2 separate regions of the Triticum aestivum genome follow, and region 2 is linked to region 1. Evidence: chromatin contacts called from public Hi-C data. All regions are on one chromosome and are shown on one strand. Each heading gives the region's core, a stretch centred on a gene start, on an enhancer-like site or on the middle of the called end of the contact. The rest is flanking DNA. Distances are from core to core; before and after follow the strand shown.

Region 1 (3,590 bases), core at 563-3,062:
GTGAGGGTACTTCACTTTAAATGTACCGAGGCATTCTGTACATGTAGATACTTTTCGGTGTCATTTTTAATTTGTATATATTGAGTTTGACAGCACATGTGGCAGTTGGAAAGCTTGTATCCAGGCCTTTTTGTACCTCTCTTTCCATGTGATTAAAATAAGTAACTCATCAAAAGTAATATTAGGAAAAATACTCGCATTCAAATCTAGGCAGTACTGACAAAACAACATATATTTGGCAATCAACTATATTGACAAAGATACGATAAGATACAAAGACGACTAGTAGATTACACAGCTTACACAGACAGACGTGTTACACAGCTTCCAAAAGAAAAGTGTGCTCACGAATACAACCTGTAGCTAGTACCAACATACAATGCAACATTTACAGCTCAAACACAATGACAACACTGGGCATAGCACAACTAGCTAACGTCTCAAAGCTTTCACAAGCATCACCGTCCTCCTGTACAACCTGCAAAAAAAATAAAAGACTAACATATGATACGTAAACAGTATCATGGCATTTTAATGAATCTAAGACAAATCCCTCATCTCAGACACATCAAATGGAATAAGGGTGACACCAAGCGCGTGATGAGCGCATGGGGCAGAGACAGCAAAAGTAATGGCGCATGTGATGCGCTCAGCACCCAGATCCAAGCAGTAGCGGTAAGGAATCTGATGCAAATCTACCAAGAAAAATCATATGGCCAAGAGTAGGACGAGGGGATAAATGCATCCATGGTGAGATCTAAGGGGCCTGCCACAAATGGGCACCAGTCCTGTAGAACAGCCGACAGGGAGGTAAGGGATGAAGACGAAGCAACAGTGACACCACGGCTCAAAAGCAAGGGAATAAAGGTGCGTGCAAAGTACAAAGCACAACCTGAATCTTTTATTCGTTAACTTGGGGAGAAAAACAAAATACCAAGGGTATTCAAATCTTGGCTTCAAATAAGCCAAGAAAATACCTAGCCTACTGGAATCTTAGTAGCAAATACCCAATAAAAACGAAGCTCCGGAAGAGATCTCGAGAGGAAGAAACAGCTCCCATTCAGATCTGGACCTTGGAGCATTTTCAAGATTTACAGCAGCTAGCTAGCCTCGACGGCAGATAAAACTACTTAACAGTAGATCAAGATGCAGAGCTCCCTTCAATCCAAACAGCGGTCAGCGAGGGATCGAAGCGGCTCCTCGGTCATGCAAACCACAGGCCTACCTCCTCGTTTTCTATGGAGATAGGATAGTGGGAACCATGAACGAGCAGCTGCACAAACCCTTCCGGTAGACCCTTCATTGGAATGATAGGAGCTCCACCTCTAAACCGAATCCAAAACACAAAACACAGATCAAAGAAAACCAAACGAAAACACAGAAAAACAAGATCTGTGCTGTGGTTCACAAGCGGAAACCAAGAACAGAGAGCACGACCAACCATGGAGGACATGGTGGCAAGAACTTGGTAGACAATAGGCTACATCTATGGGGCTAGAAGAGATGGAACGGAATCTACATCTACATCTACATCTACATCTAAAAGCAACGAGGAGGAGAAAGAAAGAAGGAAACTATTCTGTGGCGCTGTGGATGTGTGGGAGGGATGAAGACCAAGGGGTGAATTTATAGAGGGGTAAGAAGGGGGGGAGGCGCTCTAGAAGGCGCCATTGAAAGGAAAATATTGACTGCCATTTACGACATTTGTTAATTGCCTCTCTCACCCGTTTCTTTCTATTTTATGTGGTGTAGGGCCCGTATCTTTCTCTCTCTATAGCTGGAAAAATATACTATGGTATTCCAATTAATTAATATATTTATGTGTGTATGGCATGGAATGGTCTTGAGGAGATGTGGATTGATTTCCTGCCGAAGATGCCATCGACTGCCTGCTCGTTTCCATGTGTACCCACCAGCACCAGCCCTGCCCTCCGGTCCACGGCATCCACCCATTTTTTCAAAGTTCGAACGAGACGTAAATGCACGGCAAATAATAAATTAAATGGTTCAAAATCTACGCAACTAAATGAGTACCCTTTCTTAGGTATGTTTTTTCTTCTTTTGACTTATTCATAGTCTGCGATGTCGATACAAAGAATATGAAAAATAACAACGATATCCGCACACCATGTAGTGACGACTATAAATAATAGAGTGAACTGTAATCGCGTCACCAAAATTATCCATCCCTCGCCGGCGCAGGGCAAACCTTATTGTACTAGTCAGTTGAAGAAGTCGTGTGTTAAGGCCTCACGAAACCAACACACAAGAACATAAGCATCGTTCATAAAGAAAAGTATAGATCAAAAGGAAAGTTTGGGCAGGATTTATCTTGTGGGCACTAGCAATAGAATCCCGTTTAACTTCCTTTTCGTCTTCCCATTCAAACTTCCACGGGCTCATTTGTAACAAGTAGTCATCAAACCGAGGGCTCGTGTTAAGGACTTCCAATGTTTGTTTACGAACTTACGAATGAAAAGTTACATTTGAAAAAGAACTGTCTTGTCGGCATCTAATATGTTTAATAACCTGTAAAAAAAACATATCAGGTTGTACGACAAGTATGACCAAGACGACATTGTAAGGCTATGTAATCGTTGAAGATGGCTTTACACATGTCAGGCTTAGGGAAGCTTTGGTGCTAAGGTCCAGTTGGACCAATACCTCGGACAAAGATCCGTCATCGTAGAAGCCTTGTGTAGATCAAAAAACGCAAATCCAAAGAATCCCCTGGAGAAGTCGACATGTTAAGGCCTTACGGGACCAACACGCCAGAACAATAAGCATCATCCATAAAGAAAAGAATAGATCGAAATAATCAAATATGCAAACAAGTGAACAAAGACAATGAATGGCCAAATTCACATGGGTCCACTAGAGATGAAAGAGGTTTGGATCCAAACGGATCCACCGAATACTAGCACCGATCTAATCCTAGGATATGCATCAGAGACACGCCTTCACAAGCCCTCCGATGATGTTAGACTCAACGCACAAACGGGAGATAGTCGGCAAGGACATTATTCCATTCAGGGAGCCGCCGCCTCCTCACCGCCCTCAAATAGGACAAAACTCTAAGCAAACTCAACACTCTAACTGAAAATGGAGCGGGGTCACACTCGCTAGGGGTGGGGTCCACCGTGACTCCATGACCCCAAGACCACGGGAGACGAGATGACGTCAACGGGAGTCAAGGGAAACCCTAGTCGCCTTGTTCGCTCGATAGGCGCTAGACAAAGGGGTAAGGCAGGTAGTTGAGGTTCTTGTTTAGAGGCGTCTCACCTAGATCCACACATGCATCGACATTCTAATATTGTGAGGTTCTACCTTGCTAACAATAACGAAACCCTATACCCCCCCTTATCCACGAGTTAAAGAATTGAAGGGACACGATGTGTCGCTCAGTTCTGTGACATTGTATGGCCATAACACATGGGATTGTAAACTTCCTCATCACGTATTAGTCATTAACTGGACAAGTTAGTTAATTCATTCAGGCATTTTCAGGATCGAATGATAATACCTATTTATTGGTCATTGCTTTTTCCTTTTTGTGAATAAAGATGTGGATTTATATCCAAACAAACTCA
Region 2 (3,590 bases), core at 685-3,184, 320 kb after region 1:
GGGCTTGCCTTTGCCAGAGGGGGCGGTCTTCATGTCGGACGAGGCGAGGGAGGCGAGGCCAGCGGCGGCGTCGAGGTCGAGGTCGTAGTCCATGGCGGGTGCGGGCGGAGGGTTTTAGGGAAAATGTGGGAAAATGGTGATTGTTGCCACCGACCAGCGGGCCCGGAAAGAGAAGTAGGCGCGCGGGTGCGCGTCCGTCACGTATCCGCGCCGACGCAAATCCGGCTCAAAATAAGGCCAAAAATGGGTCGCACACGAACGAAAAGTGGACGCGCGTCCATTTGGATCGGCACGGTAGGCCGCTTTTTATGTCCGCGCCCACCCAAACGGATGACGGTGGACGAAATGGATCACCCCATTGAAGTTGCTTTAATGTAAGACGCTTTTTAACATTATTGTAATGTTAAAAACGTCTTACATTATAAAACGGAAGGAGTAGATAAGAACAGGATGTCGTTCAGTTGTGTGTTTTTTACATTCCTACATTTCAAGATTCAACCGAACTCAAGTGACCCAAGTGCACTTCGGTTCCATATTACTACTAGTAAATTGTACGTGCTTTGCACGCTATTTAAATAATACAAAAAGGATGGGAAAATACATTTGAATATGTATTATCTTCTCTATAAAATCTTATCAAACAAAATTCAACTTGGCTTTTACCTTTATAGAATCCAAATTGTTCCACACTCTTTTTATTAGAGCATCAGATAAGCATATGAATAGATATATCTAGAACACATGAGATGGTTGAGTTGAAGGTTCAAATTAAAAGGCCACGTGGCAGAATCCTATGAGTTGAAAACTATATCCAACGGATGATAATGCTCGGATTTGCCTTCTCTCGACCGTTGGATGAGCATATCCAACGACCATTATTTAAAGCTATTGGCACGCTATATAGTGGTATAGATGTTTGTATCACGTCCACCAATTACCACGAAAACTCTAAAAAAAATACCACGAAAACAAAAAATACGACAGAAATTTTTTGCGCCCACGGAGAGCCACGGTGACAAGACGACACGGAACTTTTTCAAAAGGCCAGTGGCCAAGATACGCCAACGTGCGGATCCTAAACCAGGAGCACCAATCAACGGCGTGAACCGGCTCCAAACGTACTACCGTCCTCTCACACGCGACACGAATTTTGCGGCCCTTTCCCTTTCGCTTTTACGTACATCGGTCGATTCGTGTTTGCCAAAAAAGAAAAGAAAAGCCGGCTCCCACGGGCATATATTCTCCCTCGGCGACGTGATCCTTTTCTTTTAATTGCATCATGTAGTACTCTTTTTTCCTTTGCGATGTTTATTGTATGCCATGGTACTGTACCGCTTGTCGTGGCATGCAAGCTGGTGGATCGTATCCACGTGCGGTCACCGTAGAATGCAAGCATCAACGCGTACGTGTTCGGGAGAGAGAGAACAAAAGCAGCATCACGGATTATTTTCTCTTTATGAAATGTGGCGTACTCACTCTCTCTCTCTCTCTGGGCGATCGATGGAGACGGCTCTGGCTTTCGGTAAAGTAAAAGCGAGACAGGAACGTCGATGGGGCGGTAAAAAGAAGAGGTGCGGTGAACCGAACCGACCGTCATGGCATCTTGGTTGGCTACTACTCAACGCTTTATTATTACCAAAGTATTTGTCTAATCAACGTCGGATTGGTTGTAGATTTTGGCCGGAAATTTGCATCCACATCCTTTGTAACTTTCGTTTGGCCGTGTAGACGCTAGGCAGCACAGCAGTGGCGTAGTATCCACTCCGTAGATAGATGTAGATCTGAGCCAGGTCCCGTGCCGTCCACTCCGGATCTTGACCGGTCAAAGAGCGGACGGCGGGCCCGCCACTGGCGCGCATAGTGCGATGCATGTCGGCCTCGGGAGTCGCGCGCGCCTTGGGACAGGTTGGCGAGGGCGACGTGACCCTGCCCACCTCTGCTCCCCGCTCAGCGCTGAGGCCAACCCCTCGTAACTCGGGGAGCCTCGATGCATGTGTGTCTATGTGTATGGTCATCTCTTCTCAGCGGTCTCGCGCGTGCCTGGAATCGAATCTTTCCATCCACCCACCCACCCACCGTATCACCGTCTTTCACAAAATTTTACAATGTATTTTTCAAAATTTTCTGTGAAAAAGCACAAGTACAATACGTATGTGCAAATTGCCATAACTTTTTATTTCCACACGTGACGTACAACCAAAAGACAAATACATAATTTTAAATGGGTCGCTTTTTGTCTGTTTTGGGGGCCGGATTTTTTTTTTACGGTTTGCAAGTTCACTTGTTCAAAACAAAAATTCATGGATCTGTGGTGAACTCATACAAGTTTTCACATAATTTATATTTCGGTTAGTTTTACAGAAGATCAAAATTTGACCCAAAATACAAAAGGGTTCCATAACTCATGTGATATCAACTCATCGGAAGCAGGTTTCATAAGAAAGAAAGAAGCATCGGACGACTCGGATACAGGCTGCCATTTTTATAACGTGCTATTCATGGTTGATGCCGTTCAAACAGCCTTACTACCTTCATCCTGGTTTACTGGTTTTCGTAATACTACTTTTTATCAAATTTTGACCATTAATTTATTTAACAAATGGTAATGGCATGTCACATAAAATAATATCATTTCAAACTATGGTTATATACAAATTCAATGGTATTCATTTATGACATGTACTAATATTTTTATTGATTAATTTATGATCAAATTTTGACATAATAAAATAAATAAAAGATCAATAAACAGGACGGAGGTAGTAAATCATTCCGACGAGAAAACGCGTCTTGATTCTCTTTGTTTGCAATGTGCAAAGCCTAGTATTATAGCAGCCTACGTACCGTCCGTCCGGAAGAAATCTGCTTTTGCGATACTACTAGTATTCCTAGATGGAACCTCCTCCAAGTAGCCAGTAGCCACCCAGCAGTTGTGACAGGGTGTGCCCCACGGCGTTCAGGCTGGTCACAATGGGGAGGAACTTAGGAGTAACATCACACACTCCAATACAACTTTGCTTATGTGGCACATATTTAATGAAGAGAGAGGTGCTTGTGGTAACTAGCTAAGTTACCGGAACATCACACACTCCAAGAAACAATGAGTCTATAACCTAATAAATACATCTTTGCATGACACTACATAGATATTTCTACCCACTATGGAGGTAGTAACATAGTCTAGGGAAGTGTGTAAGTTACTAGCTTATGTTCTTGCCCATTGTGACCAGCCTCAAAGCATTGCCATCGCTCCATCACGTCTGTGGGTCACAAGTGCGCACAGAGACTGAGACGTGAGATGATTCCCTCGACGAAATAAATAAATTTACTCCTGCTCCAGCCTTGCACCGCGTACCGGCACTGTAGATGCACAGTGCCGCTGCATCTTGGATGCTCGCTGAGAATTTACAGCGCTGCCCTTCGAACGATTCTACCAGCAGTGCATGATGTTTTTTATTTATAACTAAGTCGGCAAATATATGACGTGATGCATTATTTTCAAAACAATGACCCCGTCGGCCCATCGGCCGACAGGAGATCCAAGAGCCCACTTCGGCCACCGCGCGCCGATCTTCTCCCTTTTCCATTCA

Evidence for each region. A called contact is a pair of places that touch in the nucleus more often than the background predicts.
Region 2: a Hi-C map of leaf shows a contact between it and region 1, with 5 times the contacts expected there. The contact joins two enhancer-like sites. A contact is called at or near these places in 1 of 5 Hi-C or Micro-C datasets (leaf) and 1 of 1 datasets of contacts at active chromatin or transcription factors (leaf).

Annotation. Positions count from the first base shown.
Region 1 is chr3B:12,798,004-12,801,593 of IWGSC CS RefSeq v2.1, forward strand. No RefSeq gene overlaps it. Among protein-coding and RNA genes, the nearest start is that of LOC123064329, 190 kb to the left of the region's middle. Within about 2 kb of position 1,813, at least 8 of the 8 cell types and tissues checked have an H3K27ac peak or open chromatin away from gene starts, as enhancers often do. A contact at or near this core is called in leaf, where this site is marked.
Region 2 is chr3B:13,121,522-13,125,111 of IWGSC CS RefSeq v2.1, forward strand. No RefSeq gene overlaps it. Among protein-coding and RNA genes, the nearest start is that of LOC123068246, 17 kb to the right of the region's middle. Within about 2 kb of position 1,935, at least 7 of the 8 cell types and tissues checked have an H3K27ac peak or open chromatin away from gene starts, as enhancers often do. A contact at or near this core is called in leaf, where this site is marked.